Linked DNA regions of Mus musculus: region 2 is linked to region 1. A link is a contact called in public Hi-C data. All regions are on one chromosome and are shown on one strand. Each heading gives the region's core, a stretch centred on a gene start, on an enhancer-like site or on the middle of the called end of the contact. The rest is flanking DNA. Distances are from core to core; before and after follow the strand shown. Region 1 overlaps Gm46343 (a long non-coding RNA gene). Region 2 overlaps Gm36287 (a long non-coding RNA gene).

Region 1 (6,338 bases), core at 1,932-4,431:
GTCCTTTGATTAATGAGTTGAACTAAAGCTTCATTTTTATTTTCAGGTATCCATTTGTATTTATAGGAATCACAACTTTAATCTTTTTGAAAACTGTCCTAAATATGTCAATTTCAAATACAATTTTTAAATATTCCTTCAAATTTTGAATCATTTGGAAAAGGAATGACTTCAACCCCAGAAACCAACTTTGGCATTTCAGAGACATAAGTCAACCTTCCAGCCAGTGAGGACTGAAAGATTTTGGCCTTGAATGGTCTGAAGACAAACCAAGGACAATGTGGCATGCAAATCTCAGTCTATGGGCTTTGAATTTCCCAGAACTGAATGCCAAAGACTGTTTGCCACCTACTCCCTCCCCCAGCTGCAGTCACAGCCACACACTTTGTTGGGGGTAGATAGATACCATCATTTCAAACATCCCTTCTTCATTCAGGGAAGATTCCCTGGAGGGACAGTGAATATTTTGTATTGAACATAAGCAAACAGCCTCTCCCCATGGTATGAAAAAGTGGTATTGAAATAGAGCTTCACAGATTCATAAGAGAATGCAGACACTGAAAATGAAGGTCACTCAAAAGGACCAGAAGCCAGCCCCAAGGCCTTTGAGAGAAAACTCCGTGGGTTCCAAAGAGGAAGACACTAGAGAGTCACTGAGAGCCAGGTGTCAACTCGGGCTCAATCTAAAGCCTGAAGCCCACTGTGGTGGCTCTCACATATCCTACATATACAGCCGGGTCAAACTGCTATAAGGGTAGTTTCTCCAGATACCTCCTCTGAGTATAGCCCCAATACTGAGCCCTACTTCAGGTAAAACTTAAGACCTGAAAGAACTGTATCTTTGTGTAGTCACTATGGGCTATCATCTTTATCTCTACAGGAACGGAGAACATGGGACCTCAGCTGCTTGGTACTGTGGCCACTGTGGAGCTGTGCAGGACCATCTACATCCAAGAGTGACACCCAGCAGGAGGGATACACAACTACATCACAAGGCATGAGATGCTTTCCCCTTATGGCTTAACATTGACTGAACCTTCGTGTTGAGGGACCAACTCCCATCCACAAGTGTGCATTCATATCATGGAAGACCTTCAAGAGAGTACTCTGCAAGGGTGTATGTGAGTGGAATACATTTATTAGAAGTATGAAAGTAATATTACCACATTTTTATCTCAAGAGGCTGAACCGGTTACACTAGTTTTTCCTCTAATCAAATTTTGTATTACATTCTCACTGTACCTCAGGCAAGAAAAGTCAAAAACCCAGAAATAGAAGCCATGATTAAATATTCCAATCACCTTCCAGCTGCTTCAGCTATAGCTTTGCCCTTCCTGAAGGACAGAGGAGACAAGAGGGGGCAGAAAGTACCATGGGACACTGGTAAGCGGGGAAGATTTGACCCAGGAACCAGATCCTATCGGGTCAGAATCCCTAGTCCCTGAAACTCCTAAGAGCCTGAGATTCAAGCCACCTCCCAGCAAGAAGAGCAGGACTCAGGGACACTCTAGGAGTGGCCATAAGACTTAAAGCGAAATATCAGTTCTGGAAAGCAGTGAAGGTCCCCAGTGTCCACAGAGCTTCTGAAGACCAAATGGTAAGGCCACGAGGAAGCCTTTGCTAATTTCTATAAAGAAAGGTAGAAAGGAAACCGCATTAAGCCAGCCCTTCAGATAGGTGAGGGGTGAGCTCAGACAGAACCCCCAAAATAGACCCGGGTGGCTCCTAAGTCAGCTTTCACTTCCACCAGACCTGGAGTTGCACTTCCAGACAGGCCCGGTGGTTGTTGGAAGGGCCCACAGTGGTGAGTTGTGACTCAAGCTTCTCCAGCCACTCACTGCCACCTGTAACCACAGTCAGGTTAGTAGAGGAAGTTCCCTGGCAGAGCGCAGCCATTGTGAAACTGACTGAAAGCAACGGGTTCTGACTAACGTCTTCACCTGTTTCACACGGACTGGAGGCAAAGTTCTTTGTGTTCTCTCAGGAGCCTTCCCAACTGCTAGCTCACTGGCCTCCATCTCTATACAACAGGAAGAGTCAAGGACCCATCAGTTCACTCAAGAGGCTCACAGCTTCTTTACCTCTTTGTACTTCTTTACCTTCAATGACTTTAGGGGCTGGTGAAATGGCTTGGGAGAAGGCAACTGCTGCCAGGCCTAATGACCTGAGTTCCATCCCCAAGAATCACATGGTAAAAGAAAAGTACAGCCTTCCACAAATTGCCTTCTCACCTCCACACATATACCACAGCACACACGTACCAATGCATGTACGTATATACACACATACATGGATGGATAGATAGATAGATAGATAGATAGATAGATAGATAGATAGATAGATAGATAGATAGATAGATAGATAGATTGATAGACAGACAGACAGACAGACAGACAGACAGACAGACAGACAGACAGACAGACAGACAGACAGACAGATAGATAGATAGATAGATAGATAGATAGATAGATAGATAGATAGATAGATAGATAGATAGATAGAACAGCTTATTGGGTACATCCCAGCACTTGGAATGGGAAGGTAAGACAGGAGGATTGAAAGTTCAAGACTAGTCTGGACTATTTTGGAAGACCATGTCTCAAAAACAAAAAGACCTAGGTTTTCAGAGGTCCATAGAAAGAAAAGGAAGCTAGCCACATAGCAATGGCAATGCCTCACATGCTAGTCATTAAATTTCCCTTGGGTTTTTGTCTAGGGAAAAAAAAGAAGTGCTACTTTTAGATCTCTATCTGTCCTAAATCTACCCAAACGAATACTCTATGAAGGTGCAGATATAAACTCTTGATGGTGAGAAAACTCTTAACGTGGAATGAGCAGGAGAGATAAACAGGAAAAGTGCAAGAGAAAGGGGGTCTTGGAGATACAGCAGGACTGCAGTGTGACTTCCCTTAAGTGGACTGTAATTTTCCTCCTCTAATAAAGGGAAGCCGCCACCCTGCTATAAACAGAAGTGGAGTCTTCCAAAGGCTTGTAACTTGATCCCTTTCTACCCTCACTGCCAGCCAAGGATCCACAGCCAAACCTTTCTGCATTCACAGGAAAAGTGGGATCTGAGACTCAATCTATGTAAATTGGTGGTTGCTAAGATTAGAAGCAATAGGGCAGGACTGCTGCTCAGCCAGTGCTCACCTACCACAGAAATGGGGGCAGAGGACTGGACGTTTAAGGTCAGCCTTGGCTATGAAAAGCAGCCAAGGGCAGCCTTGGGTCCATGAAACCCTGTGTCAAAAAAGTAAATTAAAACAAGTGTGGTCATGATGCAACAGAAGGACCTTGGCACTTCACTCGAAAAGCTGGAGGTTGTCCAGGCGCAGGCACAGTCATCTGCTTAGTCCCTCCCCAACTTCCTTCAGCAGGGTACTTCATGACCTGTAGGAGAGTGGTGGAGACTATTTTAACTCATAGATGATCTTACCTGTGGTACAAAGCCGAGATGAAGTTCTTCTTCAAAACAACCAGTTTAGAAGAGTTATAGCATTGTGGCCATGGCAGCCATGAAGGGACTCTGAAGTAGGAGAACATTAGATATAGACAGTTGTTATATATAGCATGACAGTGATGCTGAACGTGGAGACATCAGTTCCCTTTAGTTATAAAGGTTAGGAGGTACAGCGTTGTGTCACAGACAACATGATGGGGTCCAGAAGGAGACAGAAGGAGCCTTCAGCTTTATGGGAACAAAGACAATAACGTGCTCTTGTAGGCCTCTGTTGAAGGGGGGGCTAAGTTCCACTCTGCATGACCTACTTACTGTACCTACCATGCATTAGGATGGGTTCTGCACATGACAGGAGTCCAATTCAAGGTTGCCTTGGGTCTGGGTGATGGGGAGGGAAGCAACTCTTGCTTACAGATATAAGGGGGAGGGGGAGGTCAGCTGTTCTGTCCAGAAAGAGGGAGACTGAGAAGAGTAGGTGTGGCCTGATTTCTCAGAAAGATACTAGCAAGATGATCTGGGATCTATTAATCATGGGATTGGATCTGGGACCAGAGATCAGAGATCAACCATGACCCCTATGACAAGGTAAGCCTCATAGGGTTTCTCCACCCTCAGCAAGCTCCAAAGGGGCAAAAAATTGATGGGAAAGCTAGCACGAAAGGAAGTCATCATCGCAACTTAACTCCTTTACCTAACTCAACTGGTTCATTGCCTCGTCATGTCCCAGACCGGGGCTACAAGGGTGAACATGAAGGAAGTCTCAGGTATAGACTGGACCCAGATTCTGCTTGGACTTAAACATAGTAGACAGAGAGATGACTCACGGCACCATAGCCATAAAACAGCAACTGTCATAAATACTGTATTCGCCCTAGTATCTGGTGCTTAGACACCTGCTAAACCTGTCAGTCCCCCTTTCACAGGGGAGAAGGCCAAGGCCAATAGACCTTAGAGCAATCCAAGATTTAAAGCAACACCATGGGAGAGAGCAATACTCAGGAGTGATGAGGGTACATGCAGCCAGAAGGGGAGGATAGCTTAAAGTCATGTCTATTGGTGTGGTTCCTCTTCTCCTTATTCGGACTGATTTGTGCTTTCATGGTCCAGGGTATAATTACTTCTGGAGTGAGAACATTAAAGTAGGCTACAAGGCATATTTGGGGAAGAAACTAGATTAAACTTTTAAATAGAGAAAACAGCACTCTTCTTATTTGAAGGGAAAATATAGAAGGGAAAAAAAAAAGGTCTTCACAAAGTAGGTTGGGGTCCCCGGTGCTGATGTATATCTTGACATTGCAGCCAATACTTAAATGGGGAATGTTAGACACTGAGGAAGACAGTGGCTGGCAACACTTTACTGTTGTGTACTGGTGTGCTTTCTTCGAGTACACTCTGCCAGAATGATGCTACACCAAAAAGGCTGCTAGGCAGACATGCTTCAAAGTGCAAGGCTGAGGCTGCCATGGACAAGCAGAACATTCTGCTCTGGGCCTCAGGTTTCTTCCATGTAAAATCCTGATCAAAGTCATATCTTACAAGGCTATGAAAATTATATAAGTTACAGCATCTATAGACCTCTCATGGTATGGATGCTATTCTAAACTGCAACACACTAACTCTTTCAATCCACACACAGCTCTATCACAGACCTCATTTAACAGATCTGAGGTTCCCATTACTTCCTGGGAGGAAAACTACTGTCCATTGACTGGCATGAGGCTACAACTTAGAGTTTCTTTTAGATTAGAAACTTGTGCCACTAAGACTGCATATCACTTTCCTCTCAGTCTCTGCTTTCTACCAGCAGCCTGTAGTAGATGCCCAGTAAGGATTCACTGAGTTAGCAAGCACAGATACTTGAAATCCTGAAGAACCCCAGAGAGAGGCCCTAACAAGTTGATCGATTTTCTACAAGAAATCTACACTTGCAAATCTCAATATCTCTCTCTCTCTCTCTCTCTCTCTCTCTCTCTCTCTCTCTCTCTCTCTCTCTCTCTCTCTCTCTCTCTCTCCCCCCCCCTCTCTCTCTCTCTCATTGAGTTGGTTTCATAACCTAAATATGGGAATGCCAAGTAAATGCTTCCTTTGAGAAAGCCTTGAATGTGTGCTATGGTGAGAGCTGCAAGCCATATTGAGCCTGTGTGCTGGTCTTGTTGTGACTCTGCACTACCCCAGGGGCAGCTTTCCTCTGAAGGACCAACAGATACCTCAGGAGTCCCTTAGAAGCCATGGGCAGGAGCCACCTTCAGAAGCAATGGTACCTCGGAATCTTGCCTCAATTGCCAAGCAAAGGCTTGTAAACATGGGCCCTCTTCCTCTTTCCCTCTTCCTCTCCTTCCATGCCTTCCTCCATATCCCTCCTCTCTCCCTCCTTCCACACTTTCCCCTCCAGACTGCAGAATCCTACAGCACAATAGTCAGAATTCCAATACAGAAAGCCTTCCCACTGGCCACATGCTGAGGCAAATCTATAAAGACACAGAGCCAGGAGACACTACTAGCTTCTTCATGCTGCTAGGGGAGAAAGAAGGCACCGTCTACAGCCGATCATAGACTCAGGAGCCTGATGCCTCCCGTTCCATCCCTGTGCAAACAGTTTCTCCAGGAAAGGAATCTGTCTTTGCCATCTTCTTGGACCACATATTCCCCATTTCCAAAATATCCCATCAGACTCCACTGGTACAGTTCTTCTTAGAGTTCATTTAGGGTAAAAACGGGCCATTAAACACATTTCCCTCCACAACTGTGCAATAGAACAGGAAATTGAAATGACCTGTGCTCTGGCACAGAGAAGCGCAGAGCCGAAGGAGCCCCTAATTTTAAAACTCCACTCATCCCCAGCTGCCAGTTAGGTTGGCGTTTTTGCAATGATGCTCGG
Region 2 (6,338 bases), core at 2,635-5,134, 170 kb after region 1:
TCCCGAAAGCCTGCCTCAGAGCTCTGCCTGTGGAGACAGTGGGGGTGCAGTCCTGTGCCCAGGGACCTGACTGAGCTACAGGAGAAACCATGGGATGAGCAATACAGCCATAGGGTGAGCCCTTGGAGCAGCTCCTGAGGCACTGGCAACACCAGGCAGGCAAGCAGAGAAAACAAGAATGGCAGGCAGACAGGCCCCAAAGGTGGGGCAAATGGTCGAAGAGGCGTGTGAACGGCACAGGTAACACTTGGACAGGCTTCTAGAGTATCACATCTGGTCCTATGCAGAATGATCTCCTACCCCAGGATGTCCCCACAGGTCAGCCTCCAATGGTGACCTAGAGAAGGCCCAAGGCTGGACAATGCTGAGCAAGTGCCTGGCACAGACAGCCACGTGTGGGCATGGGGGGGGGGGGGGGGACACAGCATTGGCAGAGTGGGACCAGCACTGGGTCACACATGCTACAAGGACTCACTTTCCTCCTAGCTCCCTCCCCTCTCCTCCTGGTCCTTATCATCTTCCTATAGGCAGGTCTCCAAAATCCTCATCCCACTCCTACCCTCGGAGCTCCCGGAAATAATCAGGCCACTGCGTTTTCTTTTGTATGTTTTGAAGACAAGATCTCATGTAGCCCAGGTTGGCCTCGAACTCATTTTATAGCTGAGGATGACTCTGAACATCTGATCATCCTGCCTTCTCCCCCTGGATGTCAGGATTACAGTTCTGTAGCACCATGGCCTGTTTAGGCAGCTCTGGGGACTGAGCTCAAGATCTCGCACAGGCTGGGCAAATGCTCTACCAAGTAAGCGACATCCCTACACCTCAGTGGCTTTAGTTTCACACAATCACTATAACACATCGGTCTCACAGAACCCCTGCCAGGCTGGGATTGTTACCCCACTTTCCAGATGAAGAAACTAAGGCTGAGGCAGCTGGATCGACAGGAGTCAAACCACCAGCTAGGAAGAGGTAGTCCTGGTGCCCAGCCTGTCCAATAAGCTGGAGGCCAAAGAGAAGCTGCCAGCTCTATGGGCTTCCAAAGTGGCTCACTCCCCTCCTCCTCCCTTGTCCACTGTGGGCCGGAAGAAGTTGATGTAACTTCTTCATCAACACCCCGGATGGACATGAGGCACACTCAGTCTTATAGGTGTGCTCTTGACCTCATTTAGAGCAAGCTCTCTCGAGAGTCTAGCAAGGCTGGGGCTTGGTACACACGTGGAACACAGCCATCTCTGACTTAGGAACCATCCTTGCATGCTTTCTCATATGCTCATTCTCCCAACATCTGTGTGTGTGTGTGTGTGTGTGTGTGTGTGTGTGTGTGTGTCCTCCCTCCTACCCTCACCTCCAAGTCCATCAGATTAGATGGGACTTCTTCCTCATAACCTCATTTAAACCCCATTTCTGAATGCCACTCGATGTTATTTAGGGTCAGGACTTGGATATGTGACTGAAGAGACACATTTCAGTCACCAACAGTCACTTGGCTTGTCGATCTAGAATGTCTGACCCCAAAACAGATCTTCTGTCCTCACCAGTAGCCTCCCTCTGGTTGCTTTACCAGCTGCAAGTTAGAGACACCTCCAAAAGAATCCAAGAGGCATTCTCCGATTCTTTTTTTTTTTTAAGAATTATTTATTATACATAAGTACACTGTTGCTGTCTTCAGATGCACCAGAAGAGGGCGTCAGATCTCACTACTATGGGTGGTTGTGAGCCACCATGTGGTTGCTGGGATTTGAACTCAGGACCTCCGGGAGAGCAGTCAGTGCTCTTACTCGCTGAGCCATCTTGCCAGCCCTCTAAAAGGCATTCTCAATACACACACACACACACACACACACACACACACACACACACACACACACACACACACACGAACTAAATTCCACCAGCAGCAGCTCTTTGAATGGTGACAACATTTCAGGATCAGCAGACATCCCTGCCCTCACCCCCACCCCCACTCCTACCTGCTGATGAGGTTAATGTCCCGAGTGGAAACTGTCACAAGGCTACCTGAGGCTTCGTTGTTTCTGTTTAGCTGCCCTTTGACCTAGGAAGATGGATATCTCTGCAGGAAAGATCAAGGTAAAAAATCCTCTTAATAGTCTCCCCTAGAAGCAACACTACCCAGAATTCCCTCTTGATAGGACACTTTTGTATGCAGCTTCAGAGAGAAAAATAACTGTTGTAGAAGACACTCCCTCCCCTACCCCCATCTGGGCCCATGCAAAAGCCATAAAGATGACAGGTGCTGGCCTGAGGTTAAGAGAATTCCAGACAAAAAGCACTTGAGTTAGCATCTGTGGCTGTCCCTGGGTAAACTCCACACAGATCAAAACTCTGTGCCTTGTGGAATTCCAGTCATAGAGATCCGCAGTCAGTGCTCTGTGTCCCATGACCAGGAGTCACCGATCCTTTGCAGACAGTGACAATAAACACATCAAGCAATTTCTCTTCCTTAGGCTACCACCAATCTCAGCCTTGAATGTGTGCTTAAGTAGATTATGTGTGAATAGTTTTACAACTTGGAGGAAGGACACCTCGAGGAAGCCAAGCAAGCAATCTTTCCAACCAGATCCACTTGCATGGTGACCATAAACACACACACCACACACACTCAAATAAACTGAAGGGCATTTGATTGACCTCTACAGGGGGAGGGGGCTGGGAGAAGTTCCAGCACACCACAGGAGCACCTGTTGGGTGGAACGCAGGCCTCCAGCCATGTTAAACTGAAGGTATGACTTAAAAACAAAGCATGCCAGGTGTGGTGCATGCCTTAAATCCCAGCACTCTGGGAGGCAGAGGCAGGTGGATCTCTGTGAATTCAAAGCCAGCCTGGTCTACATAGTGAGCTGCTGAATCACCAGGGTTGAGTGTCCTCTAACACTCTGGATGACATTGGGCAGGGATTCGTGGGAACTCCCCCATCTCTCCTGCATGGATAAGAGAGATATTCGTTAAGTGCAGACTTCGCAGTCGGGAGGCAGAGGGTGAGAGGTGTGGATGTGTTTCCTGTGCCTGTAGAATTGAGTACTGACCACGAAGGTCCAAGTGCAGATAGAAAGTAGGACCGAGGCCCAGAGGTCTTCAGCATGGCGGGCAACTGGGGTTGACAGTGACTTGTTACCTATTTTATAAAGAACCAGAGTAGGAAGTTAGAAGATTCTCAACACAAAGAAGGATAACTGTTAAGGACCTAAGAATGCTGATTTGGTCACTGTAGGTTATATGAATGTTAAATTATCATACCATATCCCATACATGTATATAATGATGAGACGTTGATTCAATATTTTATTACGTTTCTTTAAAAACCTTTTAAAAAGAGATAATCATGTGGATCTCAGAAATAGTAAAATATAACACAACAGGGAAATCTCTCCAGCAGCTAGGCCTGGCCAATCCAACCCAGCCCAATCAATGAATGTTCCAGCCAGGTATATAATACAGTAGGGATCCTGCACAGAGTACTCTGGGGACTACCGAGGCCTCACTAGTTCCCAACTGCCCATGTGACTCTTACAGTTTCTAGCAAAGAACATAGACTAAGACTCTGAAATGGTCAGTTCCCTGAACAAATACATGGTGATGGGCTGGAAGACATTCTTCAAGAAGTAAAACTGAGCAAGCCCCCGGGTGGGGGGAGCTAGAGAAGAGAGCTTGAGTCCTGCTGAGCCTGAGTGCCTGCTTCTCATTGCCCTGGAGAAGGAAGCCTCAGCCAATTGGCACTATACAATGACAGTTTAGCCAGGCTCTTCTGTTACAGAGATTGACTCAGAAAGACAGAGGATGGAGCCCAGGGCAACCCCCAAGCCTCTCCCCTCACTGCTCATAACATGAGGGTGTAATGACTGTCCTCTGGCTTGTTTTGGTTTTGGTTTTGGTTTAGAGCTGGCCGGTTGTGTAACCCCAGGGACCCTGAGACTTTGTGCTAGCCAAAGCCATGCTCTCACCATGCCAGCTTTCCTTTGCTGGCCACAGGAGGAGTTTTTAGGTCCTTACTGATGCTCCTATCTCCTGGGTAGTTTATTTTGGCTCTGATCATTAACCGTACCTGAACATAAAATTACCCAGAACAGAAAACGCCTTTGTGCCTCTCCAGACATCATCCTTCCTCCTGGAGTGCTGGAACTGTAGCCTCAGGAGGAAATACTGGAATAGCAGGGCTCTGCTCACTCCTTGGGCTTCCCGATGAGGCAGGGTTCTGCTACATTCTAGCTGAGGCACAGAGCTGGGCCAGTCAGTGGGGATTATAAAGCTTTCTGGAAAATATAGAGACATATCAGCACTTAATCTGGCATCAGCCCACCAGGTTTGTCATCCAAACTAGTCTGGAAACTGAGGTATGGAGATCCCAAGTTCAGTACCAAGCTGGGCTCCAAGCCAGCCTGGGCAACTTGATGAGACCCTGTCTGAAAAGACAGTGAAAAGGAAAACCGGTGACGCTCTGGATGAGCATACTGGCTCCAGATTTAATTCCTAGCCCCTGATCTCTAAATACTTCTGAATGCTCACCATGAATTGGTGGTCTTGATTTCTCCAAAGCCCCCTATTACCTGTGAGCCCAAATAAACTCTTCATATTGTCAAGTATCCCACAGGAAGGAGATAAGTAACAGCTCGAACAGGCTTCCTTCTGGTCACATGAGGCGATGAGAAAGATCTATGTCCTCAGATTATCTGAGCTGACTCCAAGGGAAGGATGCAGAGAGAAGGGACTGTCCTCAGACTCTCCAAGGGGGCTGTCACTTTTCTATGTGCACACTGGCTTCCGTGGGACAACAGCTCCAAAGTTGAACTCTCAAGTCCTACTCAGAAAAGGCCAGCAGTCCCCTGGAAATGGGCTTCCTTCCAGAGTGAGGAGTGGGTGGCTCCTCTCACCTGTGAACTCCTGTCAATCAAGGGGCTCAAACACAGCAGCGTGCAGAGTTGAAATGCCAGCATCCAGGGAATCCTGGAGCCTCCCCCAAGAAATCAAAAGCCCTAACAAAGTTCTGCTTTCTGCAAACTGGAACCTTCCTCATTCTGGTGGAAGCCTGCCTCAGACCTTCAGGCTGAGATGCAGAAGCAACCCCTCAGCTTAATCTTGTGGGCTACTTGCTCCTGGAACACACCAGGGCTACAGAGTCTACAAAGCCGAACCTCCAGCCCCGCCATCTTAGCGCCAACAGTGACTGGACTCGTGGATGTTTCTCAGGACAGAGACCTGGCCTTCCTCATATTTATACAATCGAGTTGGTCGACTGCAAAGAGGCTTTTCTGAGGTGTGTTGGAGAGGGTGTACCTCCCCAGTTAGCCACTTTGCAGACATATGGCCCACTATGCCACCAGTTACAAAGTGATTACTGGAGCAGCCCAAACAGATTTTTGTTTTGTTTTGTTTTGTTTTGGGGTTTTTTTTTTTGTTGTTGTTGTTGGGTTTTTTTGTCAAAGTGAAGGTGTGATTCTCTCAGATTCTGTGAGAACACCACACACACACACACACACACACACACACACACACATATTTTTACCAAGCCAATCTGTTTCCTGGCAGCTGGTGGCTGCAGGGCCTGGAAGCCAGCTTAGATGACTGGAGAGTCACACAGGTGAACCTGCTGAGCTCTGGAGGGAGGTGGAGCCCATGAGGTACAGCTCCAAAGCCCCCTGTGCACTGGGGACTGTGAGTAGCCCGTCCCATCTCCCTGCCTAGTCTCTCACGTATAACAGGAAGGACTATCACAAAAGCTCCTTGCACGGGGCTGGGCTCATCTAAATTGAACCGACTCACGGTTGCTGGTTTAGTAAGAATCCCTTTGAAATTAAAGTTACAGCGTGCTAGAACTACCAGTAAAGATGAACCAAACTCCTCTACTTCCCAAGTCCACCTAGGGCAAAAAGCATGTTCCCGTTTTGCAATGTAGTTCTATGGCATCTAACAAGGCAGCGCTGTGGGGACTTGATTTACAGATTTTTACTGAAACTGCGGTTTCTGGATCACAGTCCAAGTTCCTGCGTGGAGGCTGGTGTGTACACAGAGCATCTATGCCATCACAGAGAATCCAGGTCAAGGCACTGGCCCCCTGCTGTGAGCAAGTGAATTTCTGAGCCTCCACCAGGCGGAAGACAGAGTACCTGCCCTGAGTACCTCAAACCGGAGTTGTAGTACACCAGCTTCAGACATATTCTCCTCTCCTCCCCTCCCCTCTCCCCTCTCCTCCCCTCTCCCCTCTCCCCTCTCCCCTCCTCTCCCCTCTCCTCCCCTCTCCCCTCTCCTCCCCTCTCCTCCCCTCTCCCCTCTCCTCCCCTCTCCCCTCTCCTCCCCTCTCCCCTCTCCTCCCCTCTCCTCCCCTC

The links. A called contact is a pair of places that touch in the nucleus more often than the background predicts.
Region 2: a Hi-C map of liver shows a contact between it and region 1, with 1.9 times the contacts expected there. The contact joins two enhancer-like sites. A contact is called at or near these places in 2 of 484 Hi-C or Micro-C datasets (liver and nephron progenitors) and 3 of 115 datasets of contacts at active chromatin or transcription factors (CD8 T cells, bone marrow-derived dendritic cells and embryonic stem cells).

The regions. Positions count from the first base shown.
Region 1 is chr12:25,307,409-25,313,746 of GRCm38.p6, reverse strand. It overlaps Gm46343 (a long non-coding RNA gene), which reads right to left. Exons shown (of 3, transcript XR_001780576.2): 3 at 2,502-3,390. Among named protein-coding and RNA genes, the nearest start is that of Gm46343, 6.8 kb to the right of the region's middle. Within about 2 kb of position 3,181, at least 105 of the 459 cell types and tissues checked have an H3K27ac peak or open chromatin away from gene starts, as enhancers often do. A contact at or near this core is called in liver, where this site is marked.
Region 2 is chr12:25,141,182-25,147,519 of GRCm38.p6, reverse strand. Gm36287 (a long non-coding RNA gene) reads right to left here. Exons shown (of 9, transcript XR_003950180.1): 3 at 4,061-4,268; 4 at 1,971-3,133. Among named protein-coding and RNA genes, the nearest start is that of Gm36287, 4.8 kb to the right of the region's middle. Within about 2 kb of position 3,884, at least 54 of the 459 cell types and tissues checked have an H3K27ac peak or open chromatin away from gene starts, as enhancers often do. A contact at or near this core is called in liver, where this site is marked.